2 separate regions of the Zea mays genome follow, and region 2 is linked to region 1. The links are chromatin contacts, called in public Hi-C maps. All regions are on one chromosome and are shown on one strand. The core of a region is the stretch at or near the end of the contact, and the rest is flanking DNA. Distances in the headings are between cores, read along the strand shown. Region 1 has its middle 54 kb from the start of LOC103653189. Region 2 holds the start of LOC103653189 (type I inositol polyphosphate 5-phosphatase 12).

Region 1 (3,690 bases), core at 557-3,056:
CTCTTGTATTGAATGTTGAAGGTTGGAATGCTTGGATGTGGTGAATGGAGGTGGTTGGGGTTGTATTTATAGCCACCAACCACTTCCTAGCCGTTGCTCCATTCTGCCGAGCGCGGACGGTCCACGAGCCAGGTCCGGACGGTCCGCCCCTGTAGATCAACGGCTGAAAATGCAACGGTCAGCAGTAACGGCTATATCAACGGCTATATTGCATTTAATGCGTTGTCAGGTGTCAGACAGACCCAGTCGCGGACGGTCCGCGAGCCCGCTATAATTCATTTCTTCAAACCCGTCACCTTCGGGTTTTTCGGTTTCTCACCTACCGGACGGTCCGCGCCTGAGGCCGGACGGTCCGCGCGAGGGCTCAGACGGTCCGCTCTTTTCCTCCGGACGGTCCATAGTGCAGACTTGGATTTTAGCATTGGTTCTGTCCGAGTGTCATCCTCGTGTCGCGGACGGTCCGCTGCAAGGGCCCGGACGGTCCGCGCTTGGCCTGTTTTTCCAAAAAGGTTCTCCTGTCCGGAATAATCTACGGTATTCCGGACAGTTGATTTAGTATAGTTGTTGATGAACCTTCAGCACCTGTAGAACATATAATCTAGAGCAAATTAGTTAGTCCAATTATTTGTGTTGTGCAATTCAACCACCAAAATTAATTAGGGACTAGGTGTAAGCCTAATTCCCTTTCAATAAGATTTTCTCCTTCGCTTGACGCATGTAGTCCTCGTATTGCTGTTGCTCATCGGCCGTCAGATTTTCAACATCCGTCTTCAGGATATTATCTGGGGAGATATCGGTATGATCTTTAGAACCGGCCATTTGAGGGCCTAATTTTTAGTAGATCTAGACACCAGAGTCACCAGCAGAGTCGCCAAAAGTATGTTGACACCTTTTCGGGCGCCAATCACTATAACGAGAACCGGTGGCGGTGCCCTCTACAGAGGCGCGGACGGTCCGCGGCCAGGGGCCGGACAGTCCACGACATGGTACAGGGGCTTGGGTTCCCTGCGTGACGGCCGGACGGTCCGCGCATGCGCAGGGGCGGCGAAGGTTGCCGGCGGCGCCTGGATCTCGCTCCCGGGAGGGACCCCGTCGGGAGGAGAGATCCTAGATGTTGTCTAGGCTCGGCAGACCGACCTAGACTCCTCTAATCTACGTAGAGCCGAAGAGAAGCGGAGAATTTGGGGATTGAAATGCTAAACTAGAGCTACTCCTAATGCATAAGGTAAAAACGAGAAATAGACTTGATTTGATCGATTGTTGGGGGTTCAATCGGTCGTAGCACTTCATCTATATAAAGGGGAGGTCTGGATCAGTTTCAAACTGTTTCCCAAGTTAATCCCACGGTTTTTAGTAACAAATCACACGAGACACTAGAAAACATAACTGACTCTGCGCACGTGCAAACCGTCCGCATCATCACCGCGGACCATCCGTCCGCGAGGCTCTTTTTGTTTTCCAACAGAAGCCTTGATGACTAATTGTGAAATATAGTTTTAGATAACCAGTTCAATGACTTGATATGCTATACGGGGCAAGAGATATTTAGAAGTCTTGATTACCGTCACTGCCGGTGTGAAGGTTGGTAGCAACGCAATACGAGAGTTTCTTCGGCGTGACGAAACTAGCGAAGACATATCTGCCTTTTTTCCATTGTGCTATCTTTTAGTTATTCTTTTTAACTAATTGTTCAGAAAAGGGCCTTTTTTGTACCGATTTTTTTTTTCTTTTGTAGCTGCAGCGACAGCGAGTATGGCGTGAAAGGATATGGCACGGGCGGGACCCGGAGGCAGACAGATTGATAGCTGAGGACCGAGGAGGTCCAGTAGGCTGGTTGAACAAGTGGATTGTCACTTTTGTCAGCATGAAAGCTACTCGTGTGGTTTTCCAAATCAAGTTCATTTTATTTCGAGGGCATGAGGTTGAAAACCTAGGAATACGGAGGGGGGGGGGGGGGGGGGGATAGAACAAAATGTCCCTGTTAGAAAGTTTATACGAATTAGGATCCTACAAAACTCATATGAAAATACTTCGAATTAGAAAAATATCTTAGTGTCGTTGTATTAGGGGTTGTTTGGTTCAAGTGACTAGAGTTTACTCCGTGTCATATCATATGCTTGAATGACAATTACAAATATTAAATATAGTTAAATACCAAACTAAATACATAAATGAAGACTAAACATCAAGATATACTTTTAAACCTAATTAATCTATGATTGACAAATGCTTCATGTAACATCACATGGACGAATTAAACTTTCGTCTTATCATTTAGCTCTTATCTATGTAATTATTTTTATAATTAAACTACAGTTGATACTTCTAACTGTCATCTAAATATTTGATATAACGGTGGACATAGGTAGATAGATATTGCAGAAATCCTACTGATTTAATACTCCTGTTGACGATAGTACGTGTTAACCTTGGTAGGATAGGATAGCCATTTTAAATACTGGTCGTCAAGGTCACGTCCATTATTAGGGTCATTTGTTTTAGGGACTAAAATCTGTCCATGTCATATCGAATATTTTACAAATACTAAATCTAATTTAATTATAAAACTAATTACATAGTAGGAAACTAAATGACAAGGCAATTTTTAAGCTTAATTAATTTATATCATAGCTAGTAAATGTTACTGTAGCGCATATGAGCAAATTATGGACTAATTTGGCTTAATTGATTCGTCTTGACATTAATTTAGTCTTTATGTATAATTATTTTTGAGTTAAACTATATTTAATATTTTAATTACCGATACGATAGTAAAAGTTTAGTCAGGTAAAACAAACACGCCGTTGATGTCGCCAAATCTAGACTATGCCGAGCTCTTTTATCACTAATCTCTTCCAGCAGCTGAAAACTGCACGAGATTCCATGCAGGCGAGAACCCCATCCGGCCGGACCGGCGAGATTTGGATGACACCTTTCCGCCTCTCGCTTTCGGTTGCCCACGGATCCGGCTAAACACGAACTGGATATTGGCCGCCGTCCACCGCCGGACCTCGTCCTCGTCCTCCATTTCGAGAATTCAGATGGCTCCGAATAATCCGAAGAAAGATCGGTGAGCGAGGTTGCTGTCAGGTCAGCATCGTCGAGAGCTATGCAGGTGCCGACCATCATTAAGACGCAAGGAACCACGCACAACTTGGTTTCCGTCTTTGCTGGAGCCACAGCCACGCACGATCGACTTTGCTGGAGCACGCGCGGGAGCAGGGAGGCGGAGGAGGACTGGCAACCGCATGGCCGCCGCCGCTCCGGGCAGAATGCTGGGCAGCAGCTCACGCGCGTCCACCTGATGTAGCGCCGCTCCTTCTCGGCTTCAAATTGGCGCGAGCGCGACTCCTATGTTTATCTGAAAGGAAAAACAAAAAAAAGGGGCTATTTAAATTCGTACCAGTACTTCTCTCTGCTTCTTTGTGCTGTGAGCCACCTGATCTCGGCGATTTGCTCCATTGCAGCTCTGCGGTTGAATAAGGCTGCGTAGCAAAATTTTAAAATCTAGAGTGTGCACATTACCTTAAAAAAAAATCCAACCTGGAGTTGAAAATTGAGATTCTATAGCATATTATTTAAGACATAAAAACCAAAATGTTTGGATCTATACAAAATAAAATTTATCTGATTACAAGAATTCCTACTTAACCAAACGATGCCTAAGTTTATTGGATTTGCCTTATTTAT
Region 2 (4,143 bases), core at 712-3,211, 54 kb before region 1:
AGCATCCCTGTATAAAATGTATAAGAAAAATAAGAGCCAGGAACTTGAGTCAACTGTTAGATATATCTGTATTTATCAAAGTATACCAAAGAGCAAATGTCATGCTAGTTAGACTCCAAATTTTCGCTCGGCAGTTGTCTGCGAGCATGTGTTTCACATCAGCAGCAGGCAATGAGCACATGTTACCAATTGTAGCATGGTTTCTAAGGTCAATATAAGATTTTTCAACCAGCGAGGCAGCGTTATGACGTTCTCCTGATGTAAATGAGAGGGACTTAGCAATGGTGTCCCAAGGCCATGCCTTTATGGCACCGCCTTCTGATCCGGACCAAATTTCACCTGTTTCCAAGAGATTAAATGAAACAATAAATTTGGATAGCTTCTAGCCATTCTAAATCCAAATCTATGTTAGCACATAAACTATAAAACATCGGAGATGAATAAACTCGAACAATAAGGGTCTAGTGTTTCAGCCATTGGCAGATAGCAAAAGGAAAGCGTCCCAATGAAGCTGGGAGAATAGGTTTAGAACTTTTGATCGAGAGTACAGAGTTGTTGATCAAGAACCATATAGATTATGGTTAACATCACTGAATATCTCAGCAACAACAAGGAACGATTTGGATTTGCAAATTAGTTCTTAAGGATAATGATAGTTAGAGGTTCCACATGCTAAAATACTCAACATACATAGCTAAGATTTAACGGTGATGGTGGCATGATAATAATGTTCTAATTTGGGATTCAAAATTCTCGTCAGCGACGAGTCAATAACTATACTGATACTGACTACCGGAGGTCCCAGAACTTCATTGCTAAGCTACCACATTTCAGTCACGTGAAACCAACCAGTAAAACCGAACGTTCTGGATTCCCAATACTCTGCTAGAAGCAGCCAACAGAGTGCAAAACAACGAGATGATCGAGTAAGCAAAGCTTGTTACCGTACAACGTGACGACGATGGCGAGCACCGGCGTGCGACTGTACGCCTGCCACGAGAGGGCCTCCTTGAACATGGGCGCACTGCCGGCGGAGTATCCTCCGGCGGGCGCGGCGTGGTCCATGCGCCACGCCCTGATCCTGCCGTCCCTGTGCCCCGTCCACACCATCCCGTTAGCGCCGTCGACAGCGGCGCAGAGCGCGGGCGGGACCGGCACGGACTCTCTGAACGGCGCGGCCTCCTCGTCACCGCGGCGCCGCGGCCCGGCGCCCGGCCACCACCCACGGAACACCTCGTGGAGGCCCCACACTCGAACCCCGGACTCGGCGCCCGCCCACAGCTGCCGTCGCCGCGGGTCGCAGGCCAGCGTCCTCAGAAAGGCGCCCGCCTGTGTCTCCCGCAGCGGGTGGGGCCGCACCTCGAGCGGCGGCGGGCGCGCCGGGTGCATCGCCGCGCGGAGCGGCACGCGGAAGATGCCCTCGCCACCGCCGGCGCCGACGAACTCTGGCAGCGCGCCGTCCGCACCGCCGTACTGCGACATGGCCCGCTCGAGTGCCGCCGCCGGCGCCGACGCCGAGCCGCCTTCGATCCAGGCTGCGAAGGAGGCCGAGCGGGCGTGCGCCAGCTCTCCGTGGCGCTGCGGGAATGATGCGCAGCGCTGCGCCGAGGCGGAGGCGAAAGGGACGTCACAGTAGCTGAGCACGCGCGGCGCGGCGCGGCGGGTGCACGCGGGCGAGGAGGCAGGCTCCGTGTCGCGCGGCAGGTGCAAGTCGACGGCTTTCCGCTGCGCCGCTGGTTCGTCGTCCGGGTCCATGCCCCTGCGCGCGACGCGAGTTCCAGTCCGGCTTTGCAATTTTGGTAGCGATGAGAAGGCGGCGGGACTGCAGGAGGACTCGAAGAGAGCGCCGGAGATGTGTGGGAGAGTCGGGCGGGGTCGGGGAACGGAGGCCACCCGTTGCGGGAGCAGAAGGAAGCAGGGACAGAGGGGTGGTGAGGCAACAGACAACTCTTGTGAGTTGTGAGCGTGGATTGCTGGCATGTGGGTTTATATGGGTGGATGCCTCGTGGACCGGGACCACGGTGGCAGGGTGTAACACCCGGTTTTAAGGAACAAACCGAGTATATTTCATACATGCGCCAAAGAAGACAACATATATAATAACAGATTGTATAAAGATAAATATCACAATAATTAGAGTATTTATTACATAGCGCAAGTCTTACTAAATAAAAGATAAATATAAAACGAACTAAGAATCATTCTTGGCGCAAGTCAACTGGAAGACGCCACCTAGATCGAATCAAACTCCTCGTGGTGTGGCTCCTCTTGAACCACCTGTTCTTCTCCTGTGGGGGGTGTGAGACAGCAAGAATGAGCTCACACATGTTCATCACTCAACAAGTTGTGAGGAAATAATGTGGCATGAACTCACCAAATGTGAGAGTTCATGTAATGTGTAAGGCTGATTACCAATAGGGATTAAAGCTGAGCATTGCTTTTAATAAGTTGGTCAAAATTTTATTAGCAGTTACTAAATGTAAGTAAATACCAAACCTTAATAAAAGTAATAGAACAAAATTAATAAATAATCTCATGCAATGTAAATGACAAATTGAATTTAAGTTCCATAAATTAATCATGCGAGAGTCCCAAGTTGCTCATGACCGTGAGCTTGGCTAGTATACCAGTTTTACACTCTGCAGAGGTTGTACCATATACCCACAAGTCATGTTACCCATCTGCCAAGGGATCGCGACTCCCATACACCTCTACCAAGGAAGCGAGACAGGGCAACACTACGAAGCCTTTACAAAGTTCCACTAGCTTCCGAAAACCCGCTACAGTTTATGGGAAGAGCACTTGCAAGAATCCCCCGTCTGACCGCCATCGCAGCAAAATCAACCCGAAAACCTCCTTGCAACTCCTCTACTGCCCTTGCCTTTTTCGGGTAAGGTAGTCTTCCACTAGCTTTCCTAATTAGTCAGCCAAGGGCGTCCCATTCCACCCTTGTGGTGGCACGTGTTTCTCAAGTTAAGCTCCATGTTCCAATTAAAGATAACGATCTTGACATGAACATAAATAAAATAACAAAATAATTGGAACATGGATATAATGAAATATTAATCCCAAAACCATATAGAGCAATAACAAAACTACCCAATGATTCAGGGGTGAACAAGGTAAAAGATAAACAGACTAGGGTGACCTATTGGGTCCCATCAAAATTAAACCTATGCATTGAATAGTGATAATAAAGAACATTATTGGGTAATAAAAGTGGACAAGGGCACAACTTGCTTGGCACTTGAGATTCCAAATACCAGGGTGATTCTTCAGATCCTCGTAACCGCACTGCTAGTCGTAGCAATACAAACAGACATAGTATAAACAAAATTAACATCACACCAAACATAAGAACATACTACATAATAATGATCTACGCGTTGCTACGAGATCGCGGAAACGAGAACCACTAAAATCGGAGTTATGGCTAAGGAGTTATGAAGTTATGATTTTATAGAGGATTTATGTGATTAAAAATATTAAACTATATTATAAATTGGTTAACATAAATCGTATAAGAGGTTATTCTATAAATAATTATCTTAACTTTAATCTAAGTTATAAATTGACCATCGATCATAGTTTAGTAAATAATGATGAACACATTAACAAAACTAACCAACATAAGTTAAATAAAGATCTACTTATAAAAGAATGAGACATGGTATAATAAATGTTGTTATTGTATTGTAAATATTTATACGAAACTAACGCAACTGGAACGAGTCAATTCGGAATTAAAACGAAGGAGTTATGATTTTTTGAGGATTCTATGTGTTTTGTACAAGATTAAATAGAATATAAATTTTAATGTGACTTTCATGTCCAAACAGAGGTACTATATGATAAACAATAATTTTATAGACTTATAGAAATTGGAATGGACTCATTTGGATTTAATATGAATTTTCCATGAATTAAATGGTTTTCTGCAATTATTTTTAAACCAAAAATCAATTTCTAAACTCCTTTTCCCTATTTTCTTTAGTTTCTGGATTGCGCCACAATTTCTAGAAAAGTCAAGGGCTGACGCATAAGAAATCCTAAGACTCAGCCTAACCACGAGTTGTACTGCAGGTTTATTATGAAGAACCCTGAGGGCTCTTTAAGAAAAGTACCCAGCCGAAGGGGTATGAG

What was found. A called contact is a pair of places that touch in the nucleus more often than the background predicts.
Region 2: a contact with region 1 is called in a Hi-C map of leaf, with 6 times the contacts expected there. The contact joins the promoter of LOC103653189 here to the enhancer-like site in region 1. A contact is called at or near these places in 7 of 25 Hi-C or Micro-C datasets (bundle sheath, ear, endosperm and 2 more).

What each region holds. Positions count from the first base shown.
Region 1 is chr4:44,899,042-44,902,731 of Zm-B73-REFERENCE-NAM-5.0, reverse strand. No RefSeq gene overlaps it. Among protein-coding and RNA genes, the nearest start is that of LOC103653189, 54 kb to the left of the region's middle. Within about 2 kb of position 1,806, at least 10 of the 20 cell types and tissues checked have an H3K27ac peak or open chromatin away from gene starts, as enhancers often do. A contact at or near this core is called in bundle sheath and leaf, where this site is marked.
Region 2 is chr4:44,953,088-44,957,230 of Zm-B73-REFERENCE-NAM-5.0, reverse strand. LOC103653189 (type I inositol polyphosphate 5-phosphatase 12) reads right to left here and starts at 1,961. Exons shown (of 11, transcript XM_008680148.3): 1 at 945-1,961; 2 at 87-339; 3 at 1-7. The coding sequence starts at 1,755.